Regions from separate parts of the Mus musculus genome. Here region 2 is linked to region 1. Evidence: chromatin contacts called from public Hi-C data. All regions are on one chromosome and are shown on one strand. The core of a region is the stretch at or near the end of the contact, and the rest is flanking DNA. Distances in the headings are between cores, read along the strand shown. Region 1 has its middle 38 kb from the start of Six3os1. Region 2 holds the start of Six3 (sine oculis-related homeobox 3).

Region 1 (6,378 bases), core at 275-2,774:
TACCTCGGCCTCCCAAGTGCTGAGATTAAAGGTGTAGACCCCACTGCCTGGCTATGATTTAGATTATTTTTATTGGTAAGAAGCAGGATATGTGGCTACCTAGTGGGTGAGGTTGTATGTGTGTGTGTGTGTGTGTGTGTGTGTGTGTATGCTTGTGTGCATGCATGCACTCTCAAGTTGTATGTCCACACTGGGACATACATGCTTGTTTGCATGCAGGTAGGAAAACCTCTGGTCATTGCTCAGGTGCCTTCCACTGTTCTGGCCATGCTTCGAGTTCCAGGTTGTGTAAGAAACTAAAAAATACAAGATGAAGAACAATTGGTGAAGATCTCTACACACACACACACTCAGACACACATAGACACATACACACATACAGACACACACAGACACACAAACACATGCACTTGCACAAGTATACACACACCTCCACATACACAGCATGCACACACACATGCACATGCACACAAGAATACATGTACACACATGCATACATAATGGGCACACATGCACATACATGCACATGCATAGAAGTCCACACATGCACACATTTGCAAACACACACACACATGTGCTCAAGCACACACACACACACACACACACACACACACACACACACAGCATGCAGCACTGTAGAAGCAACACAACTTCTCACAAGGACACAGAATCAGGTGAGTTAAAGAAGTTATTTGCCCAGCAGCCTACTTTCCCATTTTGCTCTGTGTGGAAGAAGATGGCAGATCTGTTCTAGGGCCAGCCATTGCATCAGGGAGGTACAGGTGGGCAGGTGGGTAGCCTGCTACTGCCTCTGCCAAGAGACATGGCAGCGTTGGTCCTAGAAAGTCCCTGGGGTTTGCCAGGGACTCTGGAGCTGGAGCAACAGAACATCCAGCATGGATAACGAGGTGACAGCAAGGAAGGAGGAGTCCTTGTCAACAGTTCCCCATGTGACTCCTCATCCTCAGACAGGGATAGCCACAAGCGTGGCCTTGCTGTTGCCAGCAGGAGTCACACTGTCCAACACCTGCATTTTGCAAGCAGCATGGGTGACAATTCACAGGGCTGGCCCCTGTACCAGCAGGGACAAGCAAATTCAGAAGGATGTACCTGCAGAGCACGTCACCAGGTTAAAAGCACACAAAACTTCCACGCCACCACCCTTGCTAATGTTTTCAGACCAGGCATCTGACTCAGGGGTGGCTCCCGAAGGGATTTGATAGGAAGATGTGACACCACGTTTTAAATTCCTTCTCGGCATCTCTGAAGTTGACGGAGTGTCGGGAAGGGAGGCTGATGAAGTCCGCTGTCCCCTCCGAGCGGACTAATCAGACGTGAAGTCTTGGCGAGAGATAACCAGGGTATAGGAGAGTCAAAATGACATCACATCAATTCCGTTTCAGATCCTGTCCACAATGGTGCCTATCACTGCTCCAGGTGGCTAGCACCCCTCGACACACAAGAGGTATTTTCAAACCAGGATGTCTGCCCCCCCTTGACCCTGGGGCTGTCACTCTGGGGTGTGCTGAGTGCATTGTCATTGTGTGTAAGCCACACATGTTAAGGGGAGATCCCTCCAAAGGTGAAGCCGCTTTGTATTGCTCTCCTCCCAGGATTTTTAACAGCAAGTTCTTACCATGAGCAGCAAAGACAGGGTCAGAGCTGTCCCACAGACACAGGACAGTGGTGGCTCTCCTCAGAAGCAAGTGGCTGGCATGCGACCCTTACCCACTGGTTTGCAGAGATAATTGAGTTTGTATAGTTAAAGGACAGGTGAAAGAAACAAATGACGACTCGAGCAGGTTTGGGGGGCTATTATGAATGCCTATCGGTTTCATGATGGCTCCATCTTCAGCTGACATGAGTTCTTTCCTCTTGGAATTAAAATAACCAAGCAACTTGAAATGGATGAGTAATGAATTTTTCATGTTCTGCGGCCTGCCTTGCCTCCTGGCTCGGGACACGGCTACAGCCACACTCTGAGCTCGCCTCAATCGCTAGTCAACATGACATGCAAGAGTCATCTGTGGGACACAGATAACTCAGGGCAGCCGGGCCACGTAAATGAGATGCATGGTGTCTGGATGGCGCTGAAGATAAAAGTTCTCTAAACTTCTTGTTGAATTTATAGCAACGGATTTCCCTCCTGTGCTTAAGATTTCAAAATAGTAATCATATGCTGAAGAGGACATGTCCCCACTCCAGGTACTAATATCAATATGTAAGAGAAAACCATTAACTAGACCTCTCAGCAGCTCCTATTATATGTCAACAAGCTAACTGAGGTGATAAAACAAACTGTTAGTGGAAATTTAATTACTAGCCATTGAGATTTGGGCAAGAGCTGGGAATTCTAGACTCATTACTCTGGCACCAGAGGCGGCTGGAAGCAGTCATCCGCCTGGAACGAACATTTTTAATAGGTGTTTTCCTTCTCTGGGAACCATCGGCGCACTAAAGGCCACTCGGAAACTTTTCAAAATGGGTCCTTCCACGATTGCAGGGGTAACACACAATGCGGGCTAGAAAGACAAGAAAAGCCATGAGACCACCCAACGAAAGCATCTCCAGGTAGACACCTAGGGATGGTTGTTTGCCCTTTGAGGTCATTTCAGGACATGATTTCTGTGTGTTTAATTGTGTCAGGCTCCTGGCTGATGGCCACTTCTCCAGCTGTCGTGATCTCTCATTTATACTATGATACAAAACAGAGCACTGCCCTCTGTAAAACTGGCAGAGCTTGCTCCCTTACTCCAGATCTCTGGTCTAGGCCAGTCTTGATGCCCAACCTTAGGTACCCTGAGAGCCCTCTCAGCAGGCACTGTAGGCTCCCTCTCTCCCCCTCAAACGCCAGTCATTCCTCCTTGGCATGTGTGCAGGCATAGCATCCAATGAATGACCGGGTATAGGATGGATGCCAGCAGCACTCAACTCTCACCAGGAAGCTGCCATCCTCCAAGGTCTAGATAAAAGTGGTATCAAACCATACCAGTTCTACCCAGCTCAAAGCGCTCTGCGGAGTATCTGACGAGTATTATTGGGCTCACCAGCCCCAGGCCGTGTCAGCCTCAGGGGATTGGTGACATGTTGTATCTGTTTTCAGCATTGGCATGAAATTTAGCCACCCTCTCAGTTTTTCAAAGAAAAGTTATTCCTATGCAGTAGTGTGTGTGTGTGTGTGTGTGTGTGTGTGTGTGTGTGTGTGTGTGTGTGTGTGCATGTGTGGTATGTAATGGATATGTGTTCGCTGTGTTGTGTGCAAGTCAAAGAACAAACTCAGATATTGAATCTTGTTTTTCGCCTCATTTGAGACAGGGTCTTTTCTTATGGTTGTTTGCCGTTATGGAAGCCAGGCGAGCATGAACACTTGGGCTCATCTGGCCCCTCCCTCCCATCTCACTGCAAATCCCTGAGATTACATTCATGTGCTACAATGCCAGCTTTTATGTGGGTCCTTGAGATTCAAACTTGGGCCCTCGAGCTCCTTCAGGAAGAGCTTGCTTTACCCGCTGAACCATGTCCCCAGCTCTCATGTGCAGTCATTTTAAATGGGTAGACAGTCATGAAATCTGAGGGCTGTGAAGTGAAATATGTCCACCGAGGGGACGCCTGGGTCAGCCAGCCCTGCCCTGCTCGGTTCTCTCCTCCCTGGTCCAGAGTGTAGGGTGCTCCCAGCTCCTCTCCTCCAACTGTGCTGAAGCCCTGCACAGACTCTCTGAGGGAGAAAACACTGGCAGATCTTCCCTGTTTGGCCAAGAGAGAGGGTTTTCCAGGGCATGTCCAGCTCCTTTGTTAAACTGAGGTGGTGAAATGGGCTGTGAGTCACCTAAGGGGGACTCTTCTCCACTATAGAGGAGCTAGTGTCGCCTCCTTAGCAGGGGCTTGCTTCCCCTTACACATCTAGAAGGTTCCTTCTGGATCATTGTTCTCAAGGCAGGCTGCCCCGGAGATGCTACTGCAGCCATTTTAGGCATCTCCATGGCCAGGTAACTGACTTGGAAGCTATAGGGTAGGACTTGGGCAATGGAGCTCATAAGCTTCCCACTTTAACACAGGCGGCAGGCAGAGAGCTAGATGACCATTGCAGAAGAGCAAGGGTTACAAGAAGTCCACAAGCAGCCATTCAGCAGCCGGGCTGTCTTTGAACCTCCAACTGAACCTACATTTTAGTGATATGAATAATGTCAAAGACTATGCATGTGCCAGTGCACTTGTGTGTGTGTGTGTGTGTGTGTGTGTGTGTGTGTGTGTGTGTGTGTGTGGTGTTTTCTTGTTTTGAAGCAGGACCTCACATTGCCCAGGCTGGCACCAAGTTCCCCATGCAGCCAAGGGTGAGGTTTTATATTTGATTCTCCTGCTTTTGTAATCCCTGCACTGGGCATACCAGCACAGCCCACCATACCTGGCTTGCGTGGTACTGGGAGTAAACAGAGCGTTCCGTGCGTACGAGGCAAGCACTCTCCCAACTGGACTCTAGCCGCATGCCTAGACTCTGCTGTCTATCCGAATCTGATGGCTGGGTTTTTCCAGCCTTGTTAAAATACCAAACGTACTTTTGTTGTTCCTGTTCTCCTTAAAGGGGACAGAAGTGGGTGGGGAGCAGGGGTGGGGAGGGGTTGGGGAGAAGAGAATTTTAATTTTCTTGGCAGGTGGTTAGAGCTAACTGACATCTTAACAGCCCACATACAAAGGACGCACAATCCCAAGGCCCTGCCACGGGGCACTCTGAGAAGGAGAGGTGGCTGCACCAAACTGATGCCCTAGAGGAGCTTGGTCAGCTCGTAGAGCTCTCTGACCTGGTCGCCCAGCTGCAAAGCCTCTGCCGCAGCTAAACAAATAGCTTAACCAAGCCCTTCCTGGCCAGGATGTCTGGTCTATCTGCTCTCTTTGGGAAAGCCCAGAGATCCTAAGATGTGGGAACCTGATTTCACCTTTAAAGCAGAGGTGTGTCTGACTTCATACCTGTCTCTGATGGAGGCTTCTGCCATAGTTGCGGGAACAGGAGTTTCTAATCAAGTCGTGTGAGTCTGCATAGAGACTGCAAGCTGTTTACAGACTCAGTCCTTTCCTCACCCGATGCGTTAGGTGCTCAGGGTGACCCACCCACATGGACACGAAGAATGTGGAGCAGAGGTCCAAGGGCATCAAGCTTCATCGGATACATATCAATTCCATAAAGAGTTACTATACTCTTCTTACATAGGCCTAGACGGGTGAGAAAAGGTTTGAGCCTTTAAGGGATGTGCAGTCTAACGGGTGTCCAGAAAGAGCTATTGAAGGACTCTGTACAGTGGAGAGTGCTATATAAAACTGAGACCCAATGGCTGAAGACATGGATCAGAGGTTAAGAGCACCAGCTAATCTTTAGAAGGCCAGAGCTAGGTTCCCAGCACCCCCACATCAGCACACAACTGTCTGCAACTCTGTTCCAGGGAATCCCACCCCTCTTCAGGCTTCCCGGGGTACCTGGCACTCAGGTGGCCATACATGCAGTCATACATGCAGACTACATACATGCAGTCAAACATACAGATTACATACCCAGACGCATTATGTAAACTTTTGTTTAAGCCGAGTGCTTGTGATATAATCGAGATGAGTTTTATGAAGATGAATCCTGTGGCAGCTAGGCCATTTGAACTTAACCCAGGTGACTGGATTAAAGTGGCTGGCCCATGACTATGTGTGTGTGCATAAATGACACCACCCTTAACAGGAACTGAACCTGGGGAGCTTGGGGTGCAAGCCTGAAGCCCTGAGTCTAGATCCCCATATAAACCTCGATAGGAGCACAGGAGATCTGCCATCCAGTACTCCTACAGTGGGTGGACACATACACAGGAGAGTCATTGCCAGTTCACGGGCTGGCTAGCCTGGCACACGCAGGTGAGCATCAAAGGGAAGGCAAAGGCCAGTGCCTGAGGTGGTCCTCTGACTTCCTTCCACATGTACACCAAGATGTCCCTGCACTCATAACACACAAGCTTCTTTTTTTTAAATGGGAAACATTGTTTACTGTTTCTAAAAGGTCTGCTACGGTTAAATTGTGGGGCCCACCTTTTCTCCTAACACTTGGGAGGCAGAGGCAGACGAATCCCTGGGAGTCTGGAGACCGGGTCTTGAAAATTAATTAATTAGTTAGTTAACTAGTTAATTATGCAACCAATGTGTTGCTAATATAGTTGGGTGGCCTGCCTTTCCCATATCACAAGTATTCGTGGGGCGTGCCATTGAAAGTTTCCACATCAATGACCGGCACAATTGTGTCCATTTCAGGTCACTTCTGGGCCAAGGAATAAAGGAAACGTCTAAGTCCAGAAAGCAAGCCCCAGAAGGTTACAGTGATGTCCCAGGCTGGCATTTCCAGGCCTCACAAGA
Region 2 (6,279 bases), core at 413-2,912, 42 kb after region 1:
TCCCACAACTTCTTTTTTTCCACTTCTCCCTCATTGAGCTCTCCTGAGTGGTGTGTACCCGGCGCCGCGCCCCCAGATCTGCATCGGAATGTAGAAAAGATCTTTTTAAAAAAAGTTTTGAATTCCTCAATGATTTTTCTTCTGGAAAGGCAGCTTAGGATAATTATTTCAGCTTTATTGAGGGCAGATTAGTTGAAGTCTGGGCGCTGCGTTTCAATACGCGTTGTACATGGGCCGACAATGTGGGCATTGTTAGCTACTGTGTGTGAATCCATTCAACATATACACTTTTTAACACCAGTCCGAATCCTGTCTAAATATACACAGTGCGTAGGGAAAGATGTCTCTGACCCGGACAAATCTGCGTAAATCACACTTCCATAGTTACAGAAGCCTCACAAAGGGAGGCCGGCCTCAAGATGCAGATTACAACTTCTCACAAGCAACATACCTAAGAATAAATAAATGCCCGGGCCTGGCCCAGAGGCTGTGGTAGCCGCAGGCAGGAAAGACACTCTGAGTTCTTTGGACAAGGGGAGTCTGTTTCAGGGTTATGATATTGCTTTATGTATGGAGAATTTTGGCTTTAATTATGTATTGTAGTTATTTACATTATGAGCTTTCAGGCCTTGGGCGCTTACTCAGGGTGGCCTCTAAAGTTTCTGTATCTTTTGGGGGATGTTGGGCATGACAGGGGTTGTACCCATGGTAGGAAAAGTGGGCATCCTCCCCTAGGTCCAGAGTCCCTAGGTTTCTGGCCTCCTGTTGCTAGTCTACCACTGTGGGAGACAGCTGAAGTCTGGGGGGTGGGGGAACAAAGAGTGGAGTTGATTTTGAAGACAGAGAAAGTGTAATGTCTCCACTGTTATAAAATGCATAGTGATGGAAAACTTCACCAATGCTTGGCTGGGAGCAGAACTGTGCAATGGTGTGGAAAGAGTTGGGAAATGTAGTCCAAGGGCACTGACTGGCCAGGAAAGCCTCATAGCCTCCTGCTTGTTAATCTTAGCCCTGGCTTCAACTCCCTATGTACCATATTCTGTCTCCCAGATCTAGGCTCCCCCAGCAGCTTGCTACGGTGACTATGCAGTGAGCCTCGTCATCTCTCCTCTTTCTTCCTGACCAGTGGTCACATAGACAGAAGGAGGTGGCTGAGATACCATGTGCAAACCTTGCCAGGTCACCTGATCCCCAGCCTCATCTAAGGCTGCCTGGTGCTCCTGAGGCTGGAGTCTCTTCCTAACCCCAAACACTCCGTGTAACGAATAGCTCGCTGCATTCAACTACTCTACTCCTATTCCTTTTCGAATTTTTGATCAAAACTTCTTTGAGCAAGAGGAGGAGGAAGAGGAGAGAGAAAGAGAGAGAGAGAGAGAGAGAGAGAGAGAGAGAGAGAGAGAGAGAGGATATTAAGAGTTGCAAAGATTTTTTTTAATTCTGTTTCGCCCTCTTCTCCCTCACCCCCCCCCCCTCCGGCTAAGTGGTAAAACCGTCCTTACGTTCTCAGTATTGATTGGCAGGGCTGACAGTGATTGGCAGTGGTTGCCGTGGCAACGCCACAACGACACGCCACAGACCAATAGAAAAGCGAAACAAAATGTTTCAATGCTGCACTCACTGTGGATTTAGGGGAGATATTATGAGGCTGTTGTCATTAGGGCGATTGCTGTGGAATCGCTGAATCTTGACTCGGCCGTGGTTGGCTCTCGCTCTCCTCTCTCCCTCTCCCTCTCTCTGCCTCGGGCTCGCGCTCTCTCTCTCTCTCTCTCTCTCTCTCTCTCTCTCTCTCTCTCTCTCTCTCTCTCTCTCTGCGCGCGCGCACCGGGCCGCTCTCCTTCCTCCCTCTCTATGTGGCTGCGCGGGTGTGTGTGTATGTGGATGTGTGTGGGGTGTGGGTGTCCCTTACGTCCTTCCTCCTCCCCCTCCTTCTCCTTCTGCTCCCCCCTCCTTTCCATCTCCTCCTCCCCCCTCTCCTCTCCCTCCTCCTGGTCCTCATCGCCCCTCTCCTCCTCTTCCTCCCCTCTCTCTTCCTCTCCCTGAATTTTTTCCTCTCCTCTCAGGTCAGTCCATGGTATTCCGCTCCCCCCTAGATCTCTATTCCTCCCACTTCTTGTTGCCAAACTTCGCCGATTCTCACCACTGCTCCCTACTTCTGGCGAGTAGCGGCGGCGGGAGCGGTGCGAGCGGCGGCGGCGGCGGCGCGGGAGGAGGCGGCGGCGGGAACCGTGCGGGAGGCGGCGGTGCTGGCGGAGCAGGCGGCGGCAGCGGCGGCGGCGGCTCCAGGGCCCCCCCGGAAGAGTTGTCCATGTTCCAGTTGCCCACCCTCAACTTCTCGCCGGAGCAGGTGGCCAGCGTCTGCGAGACGCTGGAGGAGACGGGCGACATCGAGCGGCTGGGCCGCTTCCTCTGGTCGCTGCCCGTGGCCCCCGGGGCGTGCGAGGCCATCAACAAACACGAGTCGATCCTGCGCGCGCGCGCTGTCGTCGCCTTCCACACCGGCAACTTCCGCGACCTGTACCACATCCTGGAGAACCACAAGTTCACTAAGGAGTCTCACGGCAAGCTGCAAGCCATGTGGCTCGAGGCGCACTACCAGGAGGCCGAGAAGCTGCGCGGCCGCCCGCTCGGCCCGGTGGACAAGTACCGCGTGCGCAAGAAGTTCCCTCTGCCGCGCACCATCTGGGATGGCGAGCAGAAGACCCATTGCTTCAAGGAGCGGACTCGGAGCCTGCTGCGGGAGTGGTACCTGCAGGATCCCTACCCCAACCCCAGCAAGAAACGCGAACTGGCGCAGGCCACCGGCCTCACCCCCACACAAGTAGGCAACTGGTTTAAGAACCGGCGACAGCGCGACCGCGCAGCGGCGGCCAAGAACAGGTCAGTGGCGGGGACCGCGGCCAGGCCACCACAGGCTCCGGGCTAGAAAAATGGAAACGGGTGGAAACTCAGGCTGTCGGGGAATGGTAGAGGCGGCTGATCCAGTTCTGGAGATACCGGTGCTCTCTGGACAGTTAGAGAAAAGTTTCTGGTTGCCCTGGAACAGGGAACAACTGGCTGTGGGTTTATATACTGCTTTGCTCAAGAAGGGCTTTTTTTATCAGAGCCAGCGCTGTGTGAGCATGCCCCTGGTGTCCTCAACCCTCCGTGCCTGTCCCTAGGGGCCTTAAACCCCTCGCGGGTCTCTTCAGCCCTGGCACCAGCTAGAAGACTGGAAGGAAAGGAAAATACTACTTGCTATCTGATTATTTCTGTGCACCGCAAAAGGGGGGGGGCTTGGTTTAGAGGCGTCCATAGGAGTCAAAGAGGGGAAAGGAGGCCAGGGTTCCTGCCACAAAGAGAAGGCCGGTGGCCTCCATCCCTTGAGCTGGCACTGGACAGGAGAGGCAGGCCTGGAGTGAAGAGGCCTGGAGTGTTAGTGTGTTCATGGGTTTGAGGGGGTGGTGGTAGGAGTGAGAGCTTCAAGTCTCCCTATCGCCTCAGTTCAGGAGCATCCACTTGTTTTGGTCCACTTATTCGGGAAGCAAAATCGCAGGTGCAGTCATGGCAGGCAAGTTGGTTACAGACTCACAAAGTTGTTTGGTTCTGGTGGATCTTTAAAGCTCAATTGTGAGAAAGTAAAAAGAAAAAGGAGAGGACGGAGAGACGATTAGTCCAAAGGGAAAGGAGAGGAAAGAAGGGGGGTTGAGCAGAAGCTCTGGTACAGGCCTGGGAGCAGGGGCAACGGCTGCTGACAGTTGCTGGTGGCTGGAGACTTAGAGTGTGTGCCGGTTTAGGTGGCCCAGGCCTGAATCCACGTCCCTCTCATCTCTGCCTGTGGAGGCCACATTTCGTCAGATGGGGGGAGCGCCCATGACCAGTGAAAGGCTTCCAAGAAGGGAGACACTAGGTTCAGACAACTGCTTCGTCACCCAGAAAAGAGACACAGCCTGTCCTTCCCTCCTGTCTTCTCTTTCTACCCTTTTCTCCCCCCCCCCCCCCCATCTTTTAGCTTCCAACTTCCCTCTTTTCTCTTCCCCGTGTCCTGCGCCCTCTGCGTAGAGATCCAGAAAGGAAAGCGATGGGTGCTCTGAGGAGAACCCCTACAGTTCTGGGGTGTGTGCTTGGGAAGGCCGTGGCCTGAGCTTCTGTGGAATATCTGGTTCTCCGGGTTCAGTTATTTGAGCCTCGGAGGCTGCAGAAGAAAGCGAAGCTCTTCCCCACTGTCTGCTGGTCCCGGCTCAGGGTCCTTTGCTGCCTGCCCAGGTCTCTGCAGGAGGCTGGTTTGGGAGTCTGCCCTTCATCTGAGGCCTTCCTTCCATCTGGAACGCTTCCCTGGGCTGGGAAACCGGGAGCTCGGACTTGAGTTAGGAAGTCTCTGCGGTACTCAGGGGGCAGCTGGGAGCCTGTAAGAACACAGAGCCCCGTTGAAGGCTGTGGCTAGGGGCACGCCACGCGGGAGGCCGCTGTTGTAGGGGAGTGCGGGTCCAGTCGGGCCAGGCTCCCCGCGGTATGAGCGAGGGGAGCAGGGTGGCGGGCCACCGAGTCAGGGCGGGCATGGCTCTCTTGTTCCCCGCAGGCTCCAGCATCAGGCCATCGGGCCGAGCGGGATGCGCTCGCTGGCCGAGCCCGGCTGCCCCACGCACGGCTCAGCAGAGTCACCGTCCACGGCGGCCAGCCCGACCACCAGTGTGTCCAGCCTGACGGAGCGCGCGGACACCGGCACTTCGATCCTCTCGGTAACCTCCAGCGACTCGGAATGTGATGTATGATAGCCAAGGCCGCCCTACTCCTCCCCCTCCTCCCCTTCCACCTTCCCCTCCTCTTCGTAACCCTGCTCCTCTTCCTCTTCTTCTACTCCATCCCTAGAACAAACCGAAATCAGGATACACAGACAGATACACACACAAGTCCATACACACTCCCACCCCAGCCAAAAATATATTTAAAAAAAAACAAGAAAAATAAATTAACCTCAAACCATCAACAACCCCACCACCACCTACTACCACGGCCACCCCAAAGGACCGCGACGCCAACAGACAGTCACAAACGCTGATGTTGCGGGCAGAAAGCATAAAAGAGGTGACAATTGTATACTTTCTAGGACAAGCACGGCTTCTCCTTTTGGTTCCCACGGACCCGGCACCCCACCTGCATGACGATTTATTTGTATCTGGGAAAATATTCTCTCTAGTTTAAAATGATTTAAAGAGACTATACAAAAAAACAAAAACAAAAACAAAAAAAAAACACCACCACCGCCGCTGCGACAAGACGACAAAAAGCAGACAAAAAGAAAAAAATCTGACCTCTCCGTTTTGAATTTGTTGTTTAAAAAAAAAAAAGGAAAGAAAGATAGGAAAAAACTCCTCGAGAGAAATAGCAAATGTTTCTACCTTCTGTTGCTCTTTTCTCCTTTGGCCCTCTCTCTCTCTCTCTCTCTCTCTCTCTCTCTCTCTCTCTCTCTCTCTCTCTCTCTGTTTTTAAGTCCAAGTATTGGTCAAACAAAATGCAATCCTCTGTTTTTGTTCAGCCGACAATCATTTTCTTCGTAAGCACCTTTTTCTCTCCACTCTGTCACTGCCTGTGTGGGTACTGGTTATAAATGTGGAAAAAGAATAGTTATGACTGTAACAGATTTTTATTTTTATTTCAAAATTTTATATGAATTATGTATATCTTAATGATCGGTCATTTTCCCAGTTTGTAATATATGTGTAGAAATTGCTTGTATATGATCCCTGCTTTTTTCTCCTCTCCCTTCTCTCTCTCCTCCCTCCTTCCCTCCCACTCACCTCTTTCCTTTTGGGGATTCTCGGCGTCGACTTGGCGATCGAGGTTTGGCGAGGTGGCCAGGGTTAGAGAGAGAGAAAGAGAGAGAGGGACCCTGTCGCTAGTGAAAGCAGAGAGTGAGACCGTAGTATTCTTATGCAAAAGCTATTCAAGTTTTTCCTAGCCGCTTTGGAGGCCCCATTCACTCCTGTAGAGCGCTTTTACTGTTATCTTAACTGCGTGTTTATCTATATGTAAAAACTTTCTAAAGCAAATACAGTATTCTCCATTTTCTTATCACTCCCAGAGACTGGTGTTTGTGTCCGCCCTGGCAAACAGCTCCCGGGTGCTGTAACAGCCCAGCTTCCCGCTTGCTCTCTCTAACTCGCTGGCCGCCAGAGCCAGAGCCGGGGAGGGGGAAGGATGCCAAATGTGAGTGGAAAACTGGAAACAAACACTTGCTTGGGGAAAGGGAGCCCAAACAGGATCCCGAGGGAAAGGCAAAGGGGGCATGAGGGTAGGGGGTTA

Evidence for each region. A called contact is a pair of places that touch in the nucleus more often than the background predicts.
Region 2: a contact with region 1 is called in a Hi-C map of the N1E-115 cell line, with 4 times the contacts expected there. The contact joins the promoter of Six3 here to the enhancer-like site in region 1. A contact is called at or near these places in 5 of 39 promoter capture datasets (the 3T3-L1 cell line, 3T3-L1-derived adipocytes, the HPC-7 cell line and 2 more), 1 of 484 Hi-C or Micro-C datasets (the N1E-115 cell line) and 1 of 115 datasets of contacts at active chromatin or transcription factors (embryonic stem cells).

Annotation. Positions count from the first base shown.
Region 1 is chr17:85,577,522-85,583,899 of GRCm38.p6, forward strand. No RefSeq gene overlaps it. Among named protein-coding and RNA genes, the nearest start is that of Six3os1, 38 kb to the right of the region's middle. Within about 2 kb of position 1,525, at least 9 of the 459 cell types and tissues checked have an H3K27ac peak or open chromatin away from gene starts, as enhancers often do. A contact at or near this core is called in the N1E-115 cell line, where this site is marked.
Region 2 is chr17:85,619,172-85,625,450 of GRCm38.p6, forward strand. It overlaps Six3 (sine oculis-related homeobox 3), which reads left to right and starts at 1,663. Exons shown (of 2, transcript NM_011381.4): 1 at 1,663-2,877; 2 at 4,556-6,279. The coding sequence starts at 2,069. The coding sequence ends at 4,748.